2 separate regions of the Mus musculus genome follow, and region 1 is linked to region 2. Evidence: chromatin contacts called from public promoter capture Hi-C data. All regions are on one chromosome and are shown on one strand. The core of a region is the stretch at or near the end of the contact, and the rest is flanking DNA. Distances in the headings are between cores, read along the strand shown. Region 1 overlaps Ppfia1 (protein tyrosine phosphatase, receptor type, f polypeptide (PTPRF), interacting protein (liprin), alpha 1). Region 2 overlaps Cttn (cortactin).

Region 1 (4,773 bases), core at 1,206-3,705, 78 kb before region 2:
ATGGGGAGGTCCTGAAGGGAGTTTGGAGGTACCTCCTCCCACGTGCCTTGTTCTTGAGCCACACTGGTGTCATTGCTGTGGTCACCTTTCATCATGGCCTTTATAGTAAACTAGTGGACAGACGTAAGCCAGTATTCCCCAGAGTTCTATGGGCTACACCAGCAAGTGATGCAGACCCAATAAGGGGCCTGCAGGAACCCTTAACATATAGGTCACAACCTGGAGCTGTGATACTTAGCTGTGTTCAGGGGCCTAGGCTAGGGTATATATAGTCTTGTGGGGTGGAGCCCACCTGTGGAATCTGGTGCTGTATCTGGGTAGGCCTTGTAGAGTCAGATGGAATTGGGAACCCAGATAGTGTGTGCTGGAGAAATGCTTTGTGTGTGAAGAATACTCCCCCACTGGTGTGGGAAGTGTTGAGTGATGTGTGTGTGAGAATAGGAAGAACTCCATGTGTTTTCCTGTCTTCACTGGCCAACGAGACTAGCATTGTGTTATTTTACCAGAGGAATGGCAAGTTACTCAGGGCTTTCCCTCAGGTTGGCAGCCTCTCAGGCCCACAGAGCACAGACACTCACTGTTACTTCCCACACCTACACGCTGTTTCATGCTTGATGTTCCATTGCTGACAGTACCACGAGACATGGCCTCTCTGTTAGGACATGACAGCAGTTTGTGAGGCACATGCCTAGGGATGACCCACAGGTACAGCGGACAGTTTCTTTGCAAGATAGAATGTCACAGGGTGCCCAGGTGCTTCACCTAAAGATTGGGCTGTTGAGTAGAAAAAACAGTTGTTGTTATTCTATGGGGAGACTTAAATACATGTGGTAGAGCTATAGGTGATGTGTCTATATGGAAACAACATGCATCTGGAATGTACTGTCTCATCTCTGACTCCCGCAGACCCGTGTATTTCAATAGGTCTGAAAGGCTGAGCTGGAAGCTAGTGCTGGCCATTCAGTCTGTGGTTTGTGGTGAGGTGATCAGAGGAGGAGCTTCTCCTCAGACTCCTGCAGTGGGCACTGAGGGCTGTACTGTGGGCACTAGCACTAGTGCAGTGGGCACTAGCTGTACTGTGCATGTGATGGCTAAGAAGAGTCAACTTTTTTTAAAGATGTATTTCATTTATATGAGTTTATATGAGTACACTGTAGCTGTCTTCAGACACACTAAATGAGGGCATCGGATCCTATTCCAGATGGTTGTGAGCTACCATGTGGTTGCTGGGAATTGAACTCAGGACCTCTGGAAGAGCAAGCAACCAATGCTCTTAACCTCTTAACCCCTAAGCCATCTCTCCAGCCCAAGATTCATCTTTTTTTTTTTTTTTTTGAGACAGGGTTTCTCTGTGTAGCTTTGGCTGTACTGGAACTCACTCTGTAGACCAGGCTGGCCTCAAACTCAGAAATCCGCCTGCCTCCCAAGTGCTGGGATTAAAGGCGTGCACTACCACCACCCGACTCATCTTTGATACCAAATACAACTCATTTTAGGCTTATGGTTGTTTGCTGTGCTATAGTAGATACTATTCCCTTCTGTCTCTAGTGCTAGAAGAGAGCTTTAAAAAGGCAGATACTGCAAATCAAGAGAAATTATGCTGGCATGCAAATGAGTTAAGGACATTGTATACATGTTTTTAGAAGTAGTGAGGCAGCCAGGCATAATGATGGTATATGCCTGTGATCCCAGTACTCAGATGGAGGTAGGAGGATCAGGAGTTCAAAGTCATTCTCTACTATAAAGTGAGTTTGAGACCAGCTTGGACTGTGTGTGCCATTTGACTCAGAACCAAAACACACACAGAAGGAAAGGAAAGAGGAGACAGCGTAAGGCAGCTCTTTAGGTGCTAGGCTGTGGACTAGACCATTGGCTTGCAGCTGACCCAGTGCAGAGTACCATTCCTCACATGCACGAACACTTATGACTATACATGACTTTTAACTTTTTCATTAAAACATAGCAAGTCTTTTCTGTAGGTTATAACTGCATTGGAGAGTGACAGTAAAGTCGATGTGTTCAGTGCTCTGTGATTCATGGCAGTGGCATTGACAAAGCACATGTCCCTGACTTGCTCCGTTTCTAGTTGTGTGGCATAGTAGGGCGAGTATTATTTTGGTAATGTTTGAAGTATGACTTCTTTTGTCATCAGAGAAGCTGAGTTCCACGCATAGTCTTTAAAAATCAGTGCGGTGCCATAGTTCTGCTATAAGATGTACGGGGAATTAACTGAGGATAACTTTACAGATCCTACACGCTGGCACACAACAGTCACACTAGCTCCTTATTAACCACAGTGCCCTCAGGGATAATAAAAGAAGAAAGATGTTGGCTCATCAGGAATGACCACTTGCCAGGAGTGAGGAAATGTCCCAGCTGCTGAGCCCAGACTGTTGGTTAGCCATAGATAGGCCAAGGCCATACCAAGGCTTTCAGGCTGCCCTCCCACAAAGCTGTTTGAGGTTAGGAGTCCAGAACACATTCTCCTCAGTTGCTGGCCAGAAGCTGAGAAAGGAGTGTGTTCAGCCCTGATCCCCGTGTTTGAAACTGCTTCCTGGCCCTTCTGTTCCTCTTGGCAATCAACCAGATCTGACTGGCTATTGCTTCTTGTCTTTTGTGTGTAGCTATGCTGAGCTTGAGTCCATATGTGTATGAATGTTTGCTTGTATGTATGTAAGTGCACTGCTTGCATGCCTGGTGCCCTCAGAGGCCAGGAGAGGGTGCCAGATCCTTGGAACTGAGAGTTTCTAGGACAGCTATAAGTCATTGTGTGGGTGGGTGCTGATAACTGATCCCAGTTCCCCTGAAAGCAGCTAGTGCTCTTAACTGCTTTGCCATCTCTCTAGTCCCTATATTCAGGTTTTGATGGGTCAGTTTAGGTCCTAACGGACTCCTTAGCATGGAGCCAGGATAGAGTCAGCTCCAGAAGACAATCCAGGTCTGTGACCATTGATGGGCCAGCGTCTAGTGCTGGTTGAGAGGAGAGGCTGAGATCCTTGGGTTTTAAAGGGTATCTAACCTTGAGAACAGTTTGTGAGCTGTGAAACCCTGAATCCTGGCTGTTCTTGAAGACTTTCTTAGCACAGACCAATCATGGCAAGTGCAGGGTGGAGATCCAGGACTGTTCCCTGAGTGCCAGCAACTGTGCCACATGTGTCAGGAGTCTTGTTTGGCAAAAATGCTGCCTCTGCCACAAAGAAGAGTGACCTGAAGGGACTTCAGTGACTTCATCTCCGTCAATAACAAAGTCAGCCATTGTATCTCCAGTCAGTTAACCTGGGTCCCCTTAGGAGTCACAGTGCCACATGAAGGGGTGATGGGCTGCCTGTCAAGCTAATGGACTAGCAGTTCCACTGCCTGGCAGTCAAGTGGCACATGTGTGTCATTTTCATGGGATTGTGCAGTCTTGGACCCTGGGTAGAATAAAGAATCTTCACATGTATCCTGAAGGTAAATAAGTATGAAGGAGGAACTTGTGTGATGTACCTGAGATCAGAAAGGCCTTTTCTAACATGGATGGGTAATGAGCTACCTAGGGAAGCTTTCAGAACAAGCCAGGTGCAACTATCAAAAGTGTTGACTCAGGAGGGGGAGGCCCAGGAGTTGCCAGTTGCTTTTCTGCACAGGACATCTCTATTCGTAGGTCATATCATGTTACCTGAAACCTAGTGTTGAAACCAGAGCCCAACCAGATGGTATCATGTTTCTTCCAGGCAGCATCTCCTTTGATGGTGGGATCTTTTGTGCCCTCACCATCACTTGGGCATTGCACACTGGCTAATCAGACCTGGTGGTAGACGTTCTGTTCTGAGAACTGAGCTTCTGCCTGCTGGAACACTTAGGCCAGCAGGAAGGTGCACAGATCAGAGGCTAGGAGGCTGGCTTTGCTAGCACCCAGTAGGGGAAGTTGAGGAAGAGCTCTGTAGGAAGTGTACAAATTTTGAACTGTAGGGTAGCAGCAGCTGCTCTGGAGTAAGTAGACTTGTGAATCTGAGGCAGAGGACCAGTAGGAGGTCATGTTCAGAAGGGGGGGCAACAACAGTATGAGGAATGTGGGCTTTCCTGTGGCCAGTGTGCTGACCATGGAGCAGGGATTACTGCTGGAGCCACCACTCCTCTGTACTTGGAGGGCTCATGCTACCTGGCAGTGAGTAGTGAGGGACCTGTGTACATGCTTATTAACTTTATGTTCAATGGCATTGAGGTGTCTGACAGAAGCCATCTAGGAAAGGCTAGGACAAGCAAGTGAGTTCCTGGAGATGGCCCACAGTTTTGCGTGGCCATAATGGGTGCACTCTGGAGAGGCACAGCCCCGGATACTTGGTCCCAGGATTGCTTCTTGCTGCTGATAATGATTTCTGGGGGCTTTCTTGTAAATCAATATGAAGATGAATTTTCATGAATTAATGCTGTTTAGATGACTTAATGACTTTATAGAATTAAAATAATTTTAGGAAGAAAGTTTAAGGACATAGTTGTAGTTTTGCCAGAAAGATATAATAAAGTTAGAATCAAGAATAGAATGTGCCCCCTCCTATACAATAGTAAGTAAAGGCTGCATAATAAAAAATACAATGAGCTTTCATAAATTACACTAAGAAGAGAAACAGGCTTGGGGCAGATTTGTGATCAAGGAAAAACATTCATTCTAGATTACATCCAAAAATGAAGCCACAGGGTTGCACTATGATAAACCGAGGCCACGTGAAACTGTTGCTTTGAACTTATACTGCGCTTATAGAATGAAACACTGCTTTGAACTTATTATCGACA
Region 2 (4,357 bases), core at 1,036-3,535:
TGGATAAAAGTGCTGTGGGCTTTGAGTATCAAGGCAAGACAGAGAAGCACGAATCCCAGAAAGGTACCTGCTGCTTCCTTCCTCTAGCCAGCCCCTCCCAGGATCACAGGCGTGGCCACAGGAGAAGAGAAAAACAGGCTGTCACCTACAGTGGTCAGCCTAAGGCGGCCGGTCCCAGCCCATGGGAACTCACACAGTGGCCTCAGCTTTGACCCCAAGCCCCAGTGTTGCTTGTAGCAGTGTCCTGTCACGCACGTCTGCCTGTGTGTGATGAGACCTCCATGCCTCGAGGGCCGCATGCATTGGCCCTGCCTGTTGAACCGCACTCCTAAGATGCGATTATCTTGAGGAGGGCCTCTCATGGGTGTCAGCCAGGGTCCAGTGAAGTGTGTCTTCTTGCATCTGAAACCCACCTCCTCTTTGTCCTGGGCTGTGCAGTAATGCTGGGGTATGGCTTTCTGTTGTGCATGCAGACTATGTAAAAGGCTTTGGAGGAAAGTTTGGTGTGCAGACAGACAGACAGGACAAGTGTGCCCTTGGCTGGGACCATCAGGAGAAGCTGCAGCTGCATGAATCCCAAAAAGGTACCTCCTCTAGCCCCACTCCCTGCTTTCTTCAGGGCCCTCTGGGACGCTCGTGTCGTCCCTCGGTGGGTCACGTGCTTCATGTCAGCCGCGTTTCTGTCTTGAGTTTTGTTCTCACGATGTGAAGTTGTCCATGTCTCCACTAGTTCCAGAAGTCCCCATAGGCAGCAGGGGGATAGGGTGATCCGTCCCATCTCACCCCATGCCAAGGCTGCAGCCCCTGGGAGCCTGGTTACTGCGGCACCCTTGGAGGGGTCCTTTGTCCTCCAGGTTCCTGGGTTCTCCTTTATAAGGTGGGCTCTGATATGTGGAAGGCACACTTTTTTTTTTTTCTTTTTTGGTTTTTCGAGACAGGGTTTCTCTGTGTAGCCCTGGCTGTCCTGGAACTCACTTTGTAGACCAGGCTGGCCTTGAACTCAGAAATCCGCCTGCCTCTGCCTCCCTAGTGCTGGGATTAAAGGCGTGCACCACCACGCCCGGCTTGAAGGCACACTTCTTTCTGCAGTTCTGGAGATAGAACTCCAGGAACTGGTCTGTGCTGGGCAGGGTCTGTATCTGAGTCTCCCTCAAATCCTTGCACACTTCTGTTCTAATTAGGAATTTTTCTTGTCACAGTGGGAACTCTGTCCCAGGGAAAGCTGGTTTGAGGAGGGTAAAACCCTGTAGCTGTATTCAGCCGTCCCTTCAGGCAAACCTTGAAGCCTGGAGTAGCTTTAACTAAACTTTACCATCCAGTTCTGATCCTGCTTCTGCGTCTCAGCTGAAGTCTACTGACCTTAAGTTTGTTTGTTCCTTTACGCTTTGGTCAATGTTAGATCAACAGGCCCAGATCAGAGGTCTGAACATGACGTACTGGACCAGTGCGCGTGTTCCCGTGATTCTAACCTAGCTGTCTCCTCTCTCGGTCATGCTCCTCACTGTCTCCCGTGGATCTCCAGACTATAAGACTGGTTTCGGAGGCAAATTTGGTGTTCAGTCCGAGAGGCAGGACTCCTCCGCTGTGGGGTTTGATTACAAGGAGAGATTGGCCAAGCACGAGTCCCAGCAAGGCACAGTTCCCCCCCACCCCCACCCCCCCACCAGCCCTTGCAGTGCAGCTGACTTGGAGCAGACTTCAGGGTTTACCGCAGTGCCTGTGACAGTTCCCTGTGCCGCCAGCTGCCAGCGATGGCCTCCACTCAAGTGTCATGCTAGAGCAACATCCCGGAGCTTGGTCCTTTTCCTCCCCCACCCCACCCCTGTTCTTTTTTTCCCTCCAGCCTTCTGGGTTGAGGTTAGGAGGCACTCTGCAGGCCAGGTTGGTATAGTATCTGCAGGGAACACCTCTGGCCTCATCGCTGCAGACCCCCAGCGCTGACTCTCTGACCCATAGGGAGTTGGGTTTGCTTCTCTCAGACCTGATGTTAACCACACACTGGGGTGGTGGAGAATGAAAGATGTGTTTCATGTGCTCCCTGTGTCTTTGTTTACAGAGGTGTGGATTTTTGTTGCTGTTTTTTGTTTTTTGTTTTTGTTTTTGTTTCTTTTTGGCCAGGTATACAAGGTTTTATGTGTGTGTTTGTTTTGGTTTTTGGCCACACGGACTTGTGTGTAGTATCTGTCTCCACCCAGAGCCTTACCCTAGTGCACACTGTGTGTGGCTGATACTGGCAGGTGGAGGCATGCCCTGGGGATCTCAGAAGCTATTGCAGTTTTTCTCTTTGAGAGGTCAGACCTGGTTCCCAGAGCCAACCTGGTTCCTAGAAGCTGAGCACCCAGGCAGAGGCCTGTGACTCCCTGGATCAGGGTGGACTGTGGGCTCCCAGATGCCATCAGGCCCAGAGTGAATGTACTTGGTGCTGGCCCAGCAGATTGTGTGGAGGTGGCCATTGGTTCCTGTGATGTCAAGGCTGCATGACTGTCACTTTCATGTGTTTGTGTGTGGCAGCAACAGACATACTTGTCTGGTGGCATTTCCACACAGAGTTTTTGTTTTGTTTTGTTTTTTGTTTTTTCTTTTAAAAAGCAAGAGAACAAACCACGATGGGGCCTCTAATTAGTGCCCAGTAGAGCAGGCGCCCAGGAAGCAGATGAGAATAAGGCCCTGGCTGGTGCGAAGACTGTGCTATAGAAGTGTGCACTGCAAAGGCCTGTCCTGTGTCCTCCCTCCTTGGCTTCCTTCCCGCTGGCCTGCCGCCCATCCCCTCCCTGTCCCCATTCCTGGAAGCATGCCCACACCTCTCCTACTCCCTGCCTGCACTGGGCACTGTGGTTAGACAGCTGGCTCTGCCAGGAGAGCCTGTCCTCGGGCAGCTTTCACGTCCCTCCGCTCTGGTCTGTGTCCCCGGGCTGTTTGTGGATCCATGCGCATGTGCCTGCCACTGCTCGCCCATCCTCAGCCTCACGTAAGTCTCACCTTTACCACCTTTTAGACTATGCCAAAGGATTCGGCGGGAAGTATGGGGTGCAGAAGGATCGGATGGACAAGGTAAGACTGGTGAGCCATGGTGGGGATGTCTTCCGAGGGCCGTTGGCTCACTACATGGAGGTCTGTCCAGTGACATTAGGTATATCATTCCATGGCTCTGGAGTGGCCACCTGGGAACCCTGCATACCTCATGTGGCACACTGTGGGTTCATTCTGTTTCACATGTGGGGCTGAGGCCAACCAAGCTGAGTACTTGGTCACAGCACAGCAGTTAGCAGGAGGGATCTTGGGTGAAATTGAGGCACTTGATACAAGGGTCTTGGGACCTATTTGACCTTTTTTTTTTTTCTGACGCTTTATTTATTACGTATACAGTGTTCTGCTTGCATGTGTGCCTGCACACCAGAAGAGGGCACCAGATCCCATTATAGATGGTTATGAACCACCATGTGGTGCTGGGAATTGAACTCAGGACCTCTGGAAGAGCAGCCAGCAAGTGCTTTTAACCTCTGAGCCATCTCTCCAGCCTGACTATTTGAACTTTTTTTTTGTTTGTTTGTTTGTTTTTTTTTTGTTTTGTTTTTTCGAGACAGGGTTTCTCTGTATAGCCCTGGCTGTCCTGGAACTCACTCTGTAGACCAGGCTGGCCTCAAACTCAGAAATCTGCCTGCTTCTGCCTCCCGAGTGCTGGGATTAAAGGTGTGCGCCACTACTGCCTGGCTTGAACTTTTAATTATTAGCAGAAAGCCAGGCAAAAACCAGTTCTCAGAATTGCTTAGTGGCCACATTTAGTCACTGTCTGTTACCACAGACGGGGGAACTGGACTACTTACTAGTCTTGTTGCAGTGGGCCAGCACCTGGGACATCCTGGGCCTTAGCCTGCCCTTTTTCACTTTTTCCTTCAGATAGGGTCCTGCTGTGCCACCCAGGCAGGCCTGGGACTTGAGGTGCTTCTGCCTCGGCCTTCGGGGTCTGGCATTGGTGGCCAGTGCCATCCTGTCCAGCTTTGTCTTTTAGTCATGAAAGCGTGTTCCTGTGGTAACAGATTGCTCCTTCTCTCCAGATCCCCTCATCAGCCTGTTGTTGCTTTTAATCAGTTCCAGAACCCTGTAAGGTCAGCTGTGAGCTGGTGAAAGTTGTTTTTCTAGTATGTCAGCCAGTGGTGGGGAAAGCTATTGCTAGACAGCTCTGTGGGTTCTCCAGTGGTCTGGCAGGGGCTGCTTTCCTCTGCCTGAGGTGAGCTGCATACTCTCAACTGCACAGATGCCAATGTTCCTTCCTGCCCTTGACTGTGGTCACACATGGCGTGCCTGGGTCATCCCCTGAGTTGTTCTTCCTTTAGACTCAGCTCACTGTGGTTGGCTT

What was found. Capture Hi-C pulls out chosen DNA fragments and counts their contacts.
Region 1: a promoter capture Hi-C map of liver shows a contact between it and region 2. The contact joins two enhancer-like sites. A contact is called at or near these places in 4 of 484 Hi-C or Micro-C datasets (granulosa cells, liver, myocytes and 1 more), 1 of 115 datasets of contacts at active chromatin or transcription factors (embryonic stem cells) and 3 of 9 other capture datasets (adipose tissue, liver and pancreatic islet).

What each region holds. Positions count from the first base shown.
Region 1 is chr7:144,525,728-144,530,500 of GRCm38.p6, reverse strand. All of the region lies in intron 2 of Ppfia1 (protein tyrosine phosphatase, receptor type, f polypeptide (PTPRF), interacting protein (liprin), alpha 1), which reads left to right. Among named protein-coding and RNA genes, the nearest start is that of Ppfia1, 26 kb to the left of the region's middle. Within about 2 kb of position 2,455, at least 43 of the 459 cell types and tissues checked have an H3K27ac peak or open chromatin away from gene starts, as enhancers often do. A contact at or near this core is called in granulosa cells and liver, where this site is marked.
Region 2 is chr7:144,448,254-144,452,610 of GRCm38.p6, reverse strand. It overlaps Cttn (cortactin), which reads left to right. Exons shown (of 18, transcript NM_007803.5): 9 at 1-63; 10 at 474-584; 11 at 1,523-1,633; 12 at 2,996-3,051. Among named protein-coding and RNA genes, the nearest start is that of Gm34561, 19 kb to the right of the region's middle. Within about 2 kb of position 2,285, at least 64 of the 459 cell types and tissues checked have an H3K27ac peak or open chromatin away from gene starts, as enhancers often do. A contact at or near this core is called in granulosa cells and liver, where this site is marked.